Regions from separate parts of the Anser cygnoides genome. Here region 2 is linked to region 1. The links are chromatin contacts, called in public Hi-C maps. All regions are on one chromosome and are shown on one strand. Each heading gives the region's core, a stretch centred on a gene start, on an enhancer-like site or on the middle of the called end of the contact. The rest is flanking DNA. Distances are from core to core; before and after follow the strand shown. Region 1 holds the start of ABHD10 (abhydrolase domain containing 10, depalmitoylase). Region 2 overlaps PHLDB2 (pleckstrin homology like domain family B member 2).

Evidence for each region. A called contact is a pair of places that touch in the nucleus more often than the background predicts.
Region 2: a Hi-C map of liver shows a contact between it and region 1, with 2.6 times the contacts expected there. The contact joins the enhancer-like site here to the promoter of ABHD10 in region 1. A contact is called at or near these places in 2 of 7 Hi-C or Micro-C datasets (both in liver).

What each region holds. Positions count from the first base shown.
Region 1 is chr1:91,185,953-91,192,194 of Taihu_goose_T2T_genome, forward strand. ABHD10 (abhydrolase domain containing 10, depalmitoylase) reads right to left here and starts at 3,237. Exons shown (of 5, transcript XM_048057396.2): 1 at 2,927-3,237; 2 at 1-15. The coding sequence starts at 3,008. PHLDB2 (pleckstrin homology like domain family B member 2) reads right to left here. Exons shown (of 20, transcript XM_048057375.2): 20 at 3,635-5,591. The coding sequence ends at 5,451.
Region 2 is chr1:91,235,679-91,241,920 of Taihu_goose_T2T_genome, forward strand. PHLDB2 (pleckstrin homology like domain family B member 2) reads right to left here. Exons shown (of 20, transcript XM_048057375.2): 3 at 5,362-6,242. It overlaps LOC136791444 (a long non-coding RNA gene), which reads left to right. Exons shown (of 3, transcript XR_010833538.1): 2 at 1,212-1,317; 3 at 2,203-3,445. Among named protein-coding and RNA genes, the nearest start is that of PHLDB2, 31 kb to the right of the region's middle. Within about 2 kb of position 2,778, at least 2 of the 3 cell types and tissues checked have open chromatin away from gene starts, as enhancers often do. A contact at or near this core is called in liver, where this site is marked.

The DNA.
Region 1 (6,242 bases), core at 1,987-4,486:
ACTTCTGCCTGCAAACTAATAAAAACATTTGTTTTAGTATAATCATCAAGATAACGCTGACAGAAATGCTAACATTTTATAAAATTAGAATTCAGGAACTGTGTACATATCATGTGAAATTAAGATGCTTAGGCTCAAGAGGAAAGAAAAATAAAAGCGCCTTCTACACTTTTCAATGACTATAACTTAATGACTTGAGGTTGCTCAGTACTAAAGCCAACCATGCAAGGAGTCCACTCAGGAATTAGCAAAGTGGCCAACAGAAGACAAATGCTAAGATTTGCTATACTTCATTTGTCCCCATGTTCCATACCATCTCGAATATTTCCTCATCTCACATGAAGTAACAGCTTTCTCATCCACTCAAACTTTTTATTTTTCCTTTTTTTGTATTTCAAGAGTGAATTTCAAAAAGATTAATTTTGCACCCAAAGTACTGTGTGCGATGGTAAGTTTACAAGTACACGAGATGTCAAATTTTCATTAAAATTGCAACAGCAGGTCAAAACTTCAACTGCATCAAAACCCCAGACCCACCAGATCTATGCGGGAGCCATACAGCGGGGAAATCCCAAAGTGGGAATTTGGAAAGAAGCTTCTGATTTTACCTTTTCCAAGGTGAACATTAGCTTTGTTCAGAAACAAATAACGTAAATAACATGCAGCCTTTCTCATTATACTATCCACAGCCATTTCTGCCTAAGTTAAAAGATTGTTGCTAGTAACACTGAAAATTAACAGGGTGATAAGCTCCAAGTCAAGTTACTTAACACTGCCATCTAAACAGCAGTCTTTTCCTCAGACATGAAACATAGAAAGTTAAAAAAAAAAGTATTTTTTAATGTGTGTATTTAAACGTATGTAAATACAACATAATACATTAAACACACACCATAAGGAGAAAGAGTGGACCATTATAGATCTATGATTTTCTATACATCTCCTAAAGAGGCACAGATATCCCGTCACGTGGATTTGTTCATTCCTGCTGGAGGGGATAAATTATACCAGTATTCAGATTGTTCTACAGTTATCCAGAATGAAATATCACTCTGAGAACCTAATATTTTGGAAATATTTAATAAAATGCAAAATCATTTAGTTCAACTTCTGTCAAAGTGACCTGTAACATATTATTAGACCCATAATAATAAGCATTTTTCCCATCGGTGTACTGGGAACTTAAAATTGCTTTGTTTTGGTTCAAGATAACAAACCAGACATATTTGAAAAGAAAACACTAGGTTGGGCTGTTATTCACATTAATAACCATCCAAAAATATAGTTTCCACCAAGGAAAAGAGATTAACAAAGGAAACACTACCAAACGAACACAATGCTGAATCTCAGTGGCTGCTATAGTATTTAATCTAGTCTTAGCAGTAAGTTTTATCTTTACTACGGGTGAAGGTAAGTGGTTTATAGAGAGGTGTTAAGAGGAATTAATCCACTCCATTATCCCACTCAGCAAGATTAATTTGTTAAACTGAAAGCTTGGTCTAGACTTCTGATAAGACTTTGACACTCTTAATTCTTGGGTTAGAAGAGGCCTGGTTCTTGAATGCTGCTAATCAACAGTAGGGTACAGAGCCTGCACAGCCCCAAATGGTATAACAGGCCTTCCTGGTGGTATAAACATTGGTTAAAACACTGCAAAAACAGGCCTTGACAGCATCACATCACTTCACTGTTCTGCTGCTTTCTCTCACTATCAGAGAGATTGTATTCAAGCTTTTTTTTTTTTTTTTCCTCCATTGCACATGCATTTGAGTGCAAAGGTACGTGCAGAAAAGACACAGCATACAGTGAGTGTTTAGTGTTCTGCTCTAATAGAAATTATCCCATTTGAACTAGAGATTAAAACCACTATATCTCTCATGAAAAGATGGGACAGTTCTTTATTCTACCAATGCACTGATTATTATGAAGGGGAATAAACACCACAAGAGAAGTATATTTATTTAGATGCATTCACCCTACAACCTCTGGTTCATGTGTGTTTCTGTAAGTACTCCAGTCACTTCTTCACCTGTCAGTAAGAGGTACACCAAGAATTGCTACACCTCATAGAAAAAAAGGGTTAGGAGTATTGGTCCCTCCCTTAAGCCTTGATAACCATCTTGGAAGTGATTAGGTACCACAGGCCAGCATCCTGCAGCACTCTGGAGGTGTCCTCAAACTGACACTGGGCAGGGTTTAAACTGAGCTACAAACAGCTGCTGTCCAAACTATCTTGTGAACTAGTCTCGTGCACTTGACAAGTTACTCTAAGTGCATCGGCAGTAACGCTAACCCGAATAACCCAAAAACCTAAAGCAACCTCCTCAGCCAGCCCATCAGAGAGCCCACTTCACTGGGGTTGCACTCTAGAGTCGAAGCCATCAATAACTGAAGAGCTATCCAGTAATTTCTCCTCCTGATTTCAGTGACAGACCTCGGGAAGAGCAGGGGAGCACTTGTGGAGGGTGCATGGTGGTATCTAGTACCAGAAGCCATGTATGGACAGCAGACGTTAACTAGAGGAAGGCATAGGATGCTTGCCCGATGCTATGAAACTCTATTCCTTCCAAAAACTCTGCAATTTGAGTTATGACTCGCAGCAACCACGACTGACAGCTCAGCCGCCCATCAAAGCCGAAGAAATCCCCAAACACCCTGGGGAACGCTCCAGCACCACCACATAGGCAGGGCCTGGAGCAGCAGCGGGTGAAGGCAGCTCCGCCGGGCAGGGGGCTGCCGGCTGACCCCAGCCCGCTTTGCCCCTCACGATCCCCCCCGGCACTCCCCGCCATCTCGGGGGAGGCAGCGCCCGCCCGCCCCTCAGCGCACGCCCCGAGCCGCCACGACGAGGCAACCCCCGGCCCTCCCGCCTCCGTGCCCGCCCAGGGCCGCGGCCAGCGGGGCTGCCCGGGGGCTTGTGCCTTACCAGCGAGCCCCGGCGCCGCCCGCAGCGGCTGCCACAAGCCGCCGGCCCCCCGCAGCCCCCGCGCCGCGCCCATGGCCGCCATGGCGCAGGAGCGCGCATGCGGCGGCGGCCGGCAAATGGCGGCTGCGTGACGGGCCTGCCGCCGGCCCCGCGGCTCCTGGCAGCCGCTGCGGGGCGGAACCTGCCCGCCCGGCCCGGAGGGACGGCAGGGCAGGGCGGTGCGAGGCCCCCGCGCCTCCTCGCTTCGGCTCTCCTGCGCCGACAGGGGCTGGGCTCGGGGAGCAGGTGCTCTCTCTGGGGAACGATGGGGCCCGAGGCAGGGGAGGAGTCAAAAAGCGCCGGGCTTCCACGGTGGGGTGGTGGCCGCTTGCCCTTGAGTCACCTCCTAGCCGGGTATTAGGGAAAGGGGGAGGCCCCTGAGCAGTTCTTGCTTTATAATATCCAAATAAATGCCGCAGGCAAGGCTGGTGATATGTTTCTCAAACGGGGAGGGTCATAAAAATGAGGAGTGTGTTATATAATACACCTATGTACACCACAGTCCCCACTCATAATTTCACTGCCATCTAAAAATTGTTTTCAGTAGCTCTTCTACTGGGAAACACAGGGAAGGGTAGCATTTTTACTGAGAAACACAGACATGCTTGTTCAAGTGTATACAACATTATTTGAAAGACGAGCACAAACACACCAGGATAAAGAATCGAGTGAATGTTTAAAACAAGTTTATTTTTAAAAATGTTTATTGAAATGCCTTCATCGCATCATGCAGGATACAAAAATCATGATTAGAAAACCTTTATAACCATACTTAGAATTAAAATCGAGATACATCGGGAAAAAAATAATAATTATATAAAACAAAGCAGTTCATTTCTGATAGTGTTTTAAATCATTAGATTACAAACTGTGATCTGCACAGATGATACCAATTACCTCGCAGTAACCCTTCCTTCTTTCGTGATTCAAGTCAAAACTGCCATGTCATGCTAGAGCAACCGTATCACCTGTGTATGCCACAAAGAAGAATTCATCCATTCGATACAGGGTTTAAATAGGATAACAAAAATATTTTGCCAGCATACTTCTATTCTGCTTACAGTTTTTAATTTGCTCCATCAAAAGCCATTAACTTTCCATCAAGAAAAAAAGTCTAATGTGCTTTTTTTTTATTACACAAACCACTTGGCACAAGTTTTGATTACTGAAATAAAACCTCTTTAAAGTCAGAGCATAAGAGACTTCCTTGACGTACAGTTCAATTACATAATTGAGGTTTTGCAATATTACTCAAGGACTTGGACGTGATTCTTGATTCTAAAATGGGAGACCACCATACCCTCCATATTTTCATCGTTTTAGGAGTCCCTAACCCCCTGCTACTTAATAGTTTCAGGGTTTTTATTCATACACTGCTTAGTGTAAACTCTTAAGAGTTTGTCAGATTCTATCTGACAGCATTATTCTGTGCAGATATGCTTTTAAAAAATCTCCTGGGCTGGAAACTTGACTTCAAAGAATTTAGATAGATTTTAGATACTTTGATGCTGGCTTCATGGGGACCAAAGCTTGCGAGGTTTCAATAGAGCATTCACTTGGCACAGAGTAAGATTAGAACCACATTAGATGGGACCTGACCACATAAAATAAAATTGCTGCAGGATCCAGAATCAGCTCATTCTATTCGATGTGGAGGATTAAAAAAAAAGTCCTCCTGATGACAAAATTAATACGTGTTTCCATTTCATAGCCTTGTGGATAAATCCCATCTTTATAAAGCTGTCCTTCTCTTTTTTCTTGAGCTCCATAAATACAGACTTGAAACACACAGTTGGTGTCACTGTGTGATTAAACACACAGAATATTGTAAAATTTAATTACTTTAAAAATCGTGAAGAGTTTTGGCACTGTCTCCTTACAGAAAGTTAAGTACAACTAACACTTTGAAACATTACAGTAAGGGAGTCATGTAACTCTTTGGCTCTGTTGTAATACTTAGCTACTAAGGCAAGAATTGTGTGTACCTTAGGGCTGCTTTTTATTTATATTTTTATAAAATACTTGACTAAAAGTTTTAAAAAGTTACCTAATCATCTATAAATGTCAAATGCTGCATATTAAAATATATGCTATTACACTTTTTTGTTCCATTACTAGGATTTTTGCATACTGATGAGAACACACACATTTGTAAACTTTATGTAGACGTGCTCTACATAACAATTTGTACAAAATCATCATTGAATCAAGATGTAATTTAAGTTGCCTGATTATTCATTTTGGAGCACTATGATTTTCTCAATAGCCTTAGCTCTTTTGCTTCGATAAAGAGAACAATTAAAATAAGTAACAAGTCCCCCTTTTCAATGCATTTATAAAACTTTCATTCTCAGGTTTTGGGTGCATATCATAAGGAGGCTATTTCAGAGTATTCACTGGTATTTTACGCAGCTTTTCAGATTTTACTACATATGGCTAACTTCATATGTTCTGTTATTGCAGTATGCCCTATTGCCCCATTTTGTTATAACATGAAGTGGGTGTAGCCTTCTGCGCCTGTAACAATAACATCCATCCATATCCTCATGGCTTCTGGCGTAGGAGCAACCATATAGTATATCCGGTCGTGTGTCTTAACACTGAAAGTGAGTAGTGGGTTGGGACTCTAAAATAAAGCAAAAAGAAGCAGAAAGAAGGTTATCAAAAGAATGAAAAATCAAAGCCATTTATTAGAACCAGGGATATCATTGCTTACAGGGAGATTCAGGACAGGGTTAGGGAGAAATATAAGAATGCAAAATTTGGAAGCACTGCATCCAACATTGCAGCACTGGGGACAGAGATGCATTTAAAGTATTTGCATCCAGAATCAACACTTTTAATGACATATTTTCAGTAGACTATTACACAACCATTGCTTCCAAATTGTTGCTTCATGCCTAAACAATTAACTCCCCTTGAGCAGGTATTATGTCCAGCAGTCAAAACCACTTCGGCTTTCACAAATCCATGTGCCAAGGATATATTCAGGTCATCTCCATTATATGTGCGGCAGGGACTGCCATCAGCTGCAAGTAGCAGCTAACTCCCTCCCCGTGACAGATGCATACAGCCATCTCTTGATTTACCAAAGCCACTGATTTCAGTGATCTTGCCCATGGACTAAGGAACTCCTCACAGCAAATGCCATGGGGGACCGTCTCTGCTTTCATCAGTATAAAAGAACAGTGTTAACAGCTACTCTGGCTTCATCTTCCTTTTCTTCCACCCTGTTTTTGTTTTGTTTGTTTGTTTTAAATAATGTTAGCTCTCCCGT
Region 2 (6,242 bases), core at 1,528-4,027, 49 kb after region 1:
GGGTGGTAATTTTTGTGATTTTAATTTCGACGCCAAACACGGTAGAGAAAGAAAAGGCATTCCAAGTGAAACAGCTTGGTTTAAAATTGGTTCTGCTGGGAGGAAGGGCTGTTGAATTAAGCCTTTTGAGTCCCCTTTTGGTATGTTTCCCCGTAAAACGCCCTTTCTAACAGACTAAAACATCTTTGTGTACTTTCGCTGGATCTTTTACCTGCTGTGAAAAGGGACAGACAGGTCTTGTGCTCTTGCTACCTTAGCAGTTTCGCCACTATGGGCTTCGACAAAGCTACGTACCACATCTGAATGGCTGGAAATTTAGGTGCTGAAGGAGGATGGGACAAAGGGATAACAACCCTCCTCTGCTACTGCTTAACAACGACATTAAGACACATCCCTGGCACCCTGTGAAGAAAAATATTCTGAAATAGTGGAGATAAGTAACTCCCACTCTTTCAAAGACAACTACGCCAGCGGCTCCAGGATTTGTTCATCCACTGCATGTCACACGTTGTATGGATTTTACAAATGTGTGGAGGTCGGTCATATCTAGGTATCAAGGCAGGATGGGGTTAGTCAGCTGTGGCAAGCAGCAAGCTTTCCAGCTAAGTGCCATTAGCAACTGTATAACCCAAGATCTCATTAAAAATACATGTACAGCCTGTCCTTTGTGACTGGAGCTAACGAGGTTTGTGGCTACTCAGCGGCTCCCTTTGTCTGAAGAGGAGGCTGCTGCCCTTCCCAGCTCCCACTGCTCTTTAAAAGCCTCAGGGGCAGGCAAACACCTGGCTCCAACACAAAACGTCTGAGCAGCAGCAAGTCAAAAAGGACGGGGGAAATAAGGCAGCAGGAGCAGAGCATTAAAGTCCACAGACTTTCATACTTACCACCATGTTCAGCACCCTGTGGGCAAGGGGCAGGAGGAAGGCTTCTCTTTCCTGCCTGGGTTTTTGAGGAAGTGTTGATTGCACACCTGCCTCAGATTTGGAGACAGAAGCTTGTTTCCAAGCCAGACTGCTACCCGGGGCTGAGAGCAGCTCTCCCGCTGTTGTGTCCCTTCCCTCTCTAACCTGTGCCACTTCCTCACTTCAGCCTCATTTATTCTACCATTAAGTCCTTGTTCTACTATATTTAGTCTTCTGGCTACGAGGCTATCAGCAGCAGCACCGAATTCGGAGAAAGCACCTGTGTTTCACATTCGTTTCTCCCGGCAGATGCCCAGGGAGCCTTCCCCAGCAGGGACCCACAAGGAGGAGAACTGCAGAAGGAAAGCCGCGGCCCCGAGGAGCAACACGCCTGATCCTTGCCTCCCCGTTACAGGTACAAGAGAAATGGAGGGACAAAAGTCAAACAGCTCAGGGGCACAGACCAGAGCCAGCCTCTGGGCAGGAACTTTACGGAGGAGCTTTTGCAGAACCCAGTTCCCCAGTTACGCTGAGGACAGGAGCTGTAGAGCACTGCTCAACTTCTGTAATTAAAAGCAGGTCTACTGAAATTCATTTCTTCCCTTCTTCCTATATATAGCTCCTTTTAATAAAACACAGAGCTGCACAAATTAAGTACACTAAATCCACACTCTGGATTATTAAAGATTCCACAGAAAAGTTCTGGAATAATTAAAGTAAAAATTTACCGAGTTATCAGTGTTAATTATATCCTGCAGGGGATTTGTTTGTTTGTTTTATCCTATTATACAGCACTTGTTCATTTATTAAACTAAACTGCTGTTAAGTGGCTATTCTATAACACTGCAGAGACTGTCCAACACTAGCTGTAGGAAAAATTATCTCAACCCAGCCTTTATCTGCTTGGCTGGGGTTCCTCTAAGAGGCAAGTCAAGTCACTTACACTTTTAAATACAGCTTAGGTGCTTTACATTTAAAGGATCTATAAAAAGACAGTGCCAAAATAAATTTATTAAATATGTATATGAGATTTTTCCAAGCTATATGGAGATTTATATGAGCTCTACTAACCATAGTTTTAAAGCAGTACCACCTTGAACGTTCCCAAATATTTCCATTCAATTTTCCCCTCACACGAGCACATCTTACTAAATTGCAATGAATGAATGCAAAGTGCTTTCCTGACTCGGGGTAATTCTGTATTACTTCCTACTTATTGAATAAACTTAATGAAATTCAGTGCTCTTCCGAATGTGCAGACTGGGGGATAAGCTCTCCTAATTCTATTATTGCTTGTTAGGTCATTGGTCACATAAGCCGAAATCCCTCCCAGCACGATTCCTGCATCCCATAAAACTCCATTTACGAGCATATGCTTTGGATCCACACCGGCAGCTGGGCTACGAAAGGTATCCTGCACACGCTGAGCGGGTCGTTTCTGGGTAGCTACCTCCATCTAGGGGAAAGGCAGCGTACTGCCTGAAAGCCAGCAGCAGAAAACCAAGGCTGGTGCTATTCATACGGGAGGGCGTCAAACAAAACAGATGGCATTAATATCTCTCTGGCTCTGCTGGCCGTGCCAGTCCACCGCCGACCTCCTCACGGGCTGGGGAGAACAACCGCCTTTCAGTTCCAGCAGCTACAACAATTTGCCTTTTATCTCAGACAGGGGAAAAAAAAAGAATAAAGATTTCCTCTTTGAACAAGAAATAAAAAACACGAATTCAATAGCTGACTGAATCTCACTGCCTATTCTTAGATCCCAGTGTTAACTCTCTTCCTTGTTTACGAGGCTCGCGGGCCATCCTCAGCAATAGCTCGCTGTTGCATCTACTTGTGTAAAACTTGGATCAACATCCGCCCGGAGAGATGTGGCACCAGGCCAGCCTGGACACAGAGCCAGCAGGAGCAAAGGCGGCCCCAGTGTTCAGCTGGTTTCGGCAGAAGACACATGGAAAGGAAACTTGAGGGGGCAACAGCAAATGCTATGCGACGATGTACATGTCTTCTCTCTTTGGTGCATAGGGACACATTGCAACTCAGATGTTTTAATCACTCCAAAAAACCGCAAGGAGCATTTTCACTATTTGCACAATTTTTTACAATTCTATGTATATCTGTCTGGGTGATGACAGCAGATCACTTCGTTTTGTATGCAGACAGTAGCAGCAACTCAAAATGCAAACCTCCTGAGGGGCCTCTGTCACTTAAAAAGCAAACTAAGCACAAGTAAAACTCGCAGAATAATTTATATGGGGAAAAAAAGCAACAACAAAAGGAGTAAAAATAAAGGGAAGAGACAGAGGGCAGACACCAGGGCAAACTCTAACATGCACATGGGCTTTGCCAAAAAATTCAGAGGTGAACAGCAGCTGGCAAACACGAGGCCCAAGCCAGCCCTGTGCCAGCAGGGTGGCCGCAGGGGCAGCGCTGGTGCCAGCTGCGCTGCTCTCCGCTCGGCATCTGGCTTGCGGAGTGGCCTCATCCTTCCGAGGAGCCTCCAAGCAGTCCTACATTTTCCTTCTGCCTGCCTTGCTTCAAAGACACAGAGCATTAGTCTAATATTTATGCTTAAAAGGACTGGGCTTCCCCCGCCGTTCACCCACCAGACACTCAGTCTGGACTTTTACCCATCTCTGAGAATGCAAGGCATGCAGTTTTTGCTATCCAAAGGCACTTATTTGGTGGTTGTGGGTTTTCATTTATCCCATACACACCCTGCTCGCCAAAACAGGCCTGAGCAGACCTGGATCTCCAACCTTCATCCATGCCACCTGCCATAAAATCAGACAAAGCTGTGTTTTGGAAACTCAGGCTGGATACATGAGGACCCTGTTTGGATACACTCATGCCTTCAACCACTTAAAAAGACAAAAATAAACCAAAACAGGACAGGGCCTAATGTACAACAGGCTGATGGGCAGTTTGCGGAGGAACATTAAGAGACTTGGCTTTCTTTTTTCTTTTCAACCAAATATATTCCTCCTCTTAGAGATCTGAAAACCTATTTGTGGGGTTACTCAGACCCTCAAAGCACTGGAAGGAGGCACTCTCCTGCTATGCAACCCTTCAACCAGGTACTCAAAAAGGGGGAAAAAACAGTACTGAGAAACACTGAACAGTACTGAGAAATATGTTGCCATTACATCCAGATTTAAAACGAGAACAATTTTTAGCATTACTGAATAGAGAAACAACCCCATATCTCCAGTGCCTCACCGCAAAAAATGCTGTTCTCTTTGAAATATAAATACACTCCCTGTGTTGTCTTTCACGACTGATCACCGCTCAAGTTTTACATTGCTGCTGTCTGGAAAGCCCTCTGATAACACGACAATGCCACTTGGCACACACAAAACATCACGACTGGCAACAGCGAGGAGATTTCAACACGGAGCAGGAAAGCAGCAGGGAGAGAGGAGGACATAACCCATGAGCACTTCTGCTGATGATTTCTCCTTGGGCGTGCAAAAGCGTAACCCTTTGGGGGGTCTGTAACCCCTGCCCCCTGCAGCAGGCCTCCTCACCCTCCGTCCTGGGGGCACAGCCTGTCTTCGCAAGTGCCCAAACCTATCAAAGATGGAGTGAAAGCACACATCCAAAGTTAAGGGCGAAGACCCGATAATACACGTTGGCCCTGTAATGACATAGGTCAGTGCCTAAGTGGACAATAAAATCAGTACAGCATGAATGCATGTTAGTAGGGCCAAGGCGGTCACTGCAAAACCTTTCAAGAACTCCCTCTGACTATTCTGAAGATTTTTTTTTCTTTTACCTAACAGTTGTTTCAATAACACGTTGAAGTTGTGCCTTACTATCAAGAGTAATTCAGGGCTGAGGCTTTATGCGGTTTTATGTTGACTAGTTTTGCAGCTACTGCACAAAGACAGAAGCTCTGTCCCCTTCTGCTACTTCTCCAAGGGAGAAACAAAAATGCCTGTATTTTAATGCAAATTCTCAGGAGGTAAAACCACAACCAAGCGGAGAGAACTCCGATGATGTCCATCAAACCGACCCCAACGCCTATCTGACTCCACAGCACAGCAGACAGGACTCCGAGCAGCTTGCAGCGGAGACAAATTCATTTTACCCACTCACCATCAAACACTGTCATCAACTGAAACAGAAGTGTTGGAACCCTGCAGTGCAAATTGTGGGGTTTCTGCACGCAGACGTTTTAGCAAAGCCCACAGGATGAAGGAACACAATTCGTGTGGGTTACAACGTATTTTTTAGGATGGTTGAACAGCACTGTCCATCTGAGCTGTTACAGCAGCATGCCACTTAATCATTAGCTTCATGGACTGCAGTAATAAACACTGCATCTGACGTCAGTGAAATCTGAATTTCAAAAGACAACAGCTTATGTTTTGCTATACCCTCCCGATGGCTAGATCTGGAAAAGACATTTTGCAAACACCAGCTGCCATGAGAAGCTCAAAGGAAAAGAAAAAATTACCAGGCGTTCCATCTCCTGCTCCCGAAGCCGCTCCTCCCTCTGCCTCCTGTGGTAGTCCATGAGGTCTTCTCTCCCCGAAATGGAGCTGATGCTGTTCTTCCGCTCTCTCACAGAAGTTTGCAGCGAGTTGGGCGTCTGTCTGTAACTTTCCAAATCAGTGTCATCAAATTCCATGGAACTGGTGGAGAGGTTTCTTCTGACAGAGAACGATCTGTCAAAATCCACAGGGGAGAACGAACTACTGGGACTTGTTCCTGAGAGTCCAAGTCTATCAAAATCATCTGGAATAAATGAGGAAGAAGATGCTAAAAGCATTTTTTTAGCGATTCGAGGGCTTGCAGGAACACTAAGAGTCGAACTAACATAGGGATTATTCCCAGAAACAGAACTTGCATGTGGTGAAACCCCTGAGCTGCACGAAGAAAAATTCAGGTAATTGTCAGCATCTAAAGCATTCTGAGGTAGATCCTTTTCTCCAAGTTTTTTCCTTTTAGTGTTACCCAGAGAGTTTCTTGGGGGCAAACTTAACGGCACCAGCTGGCTTTCTGTTGATTTATGAAGCCTGGGTAGGGAACGGCTGTACATTCCCATATGACTTAGAGATCCACCAGAGTATTTCCTAGGTCGTGAACCCAGAGTCTCCATCATCACATCCTTGTGTTTAACTGGCTTTGCATGAAGCGCTAGGCTGTCTTCAATATTCATCCTCCTGCCTTGCTTTGGGCTTGAAGGCATGCTGGCTGCCCCTGAATTGCTAACAGGGGAAAGCATCAGCTCGCTCCCTGAGCTGCCATTCCACATTGTGAGAAGAGAGCCCGAGATCTTCTTCGTGTCCAGCATTCCTGGGAAGTAGACATTGTCATATGATTTGTTTTTCTGGC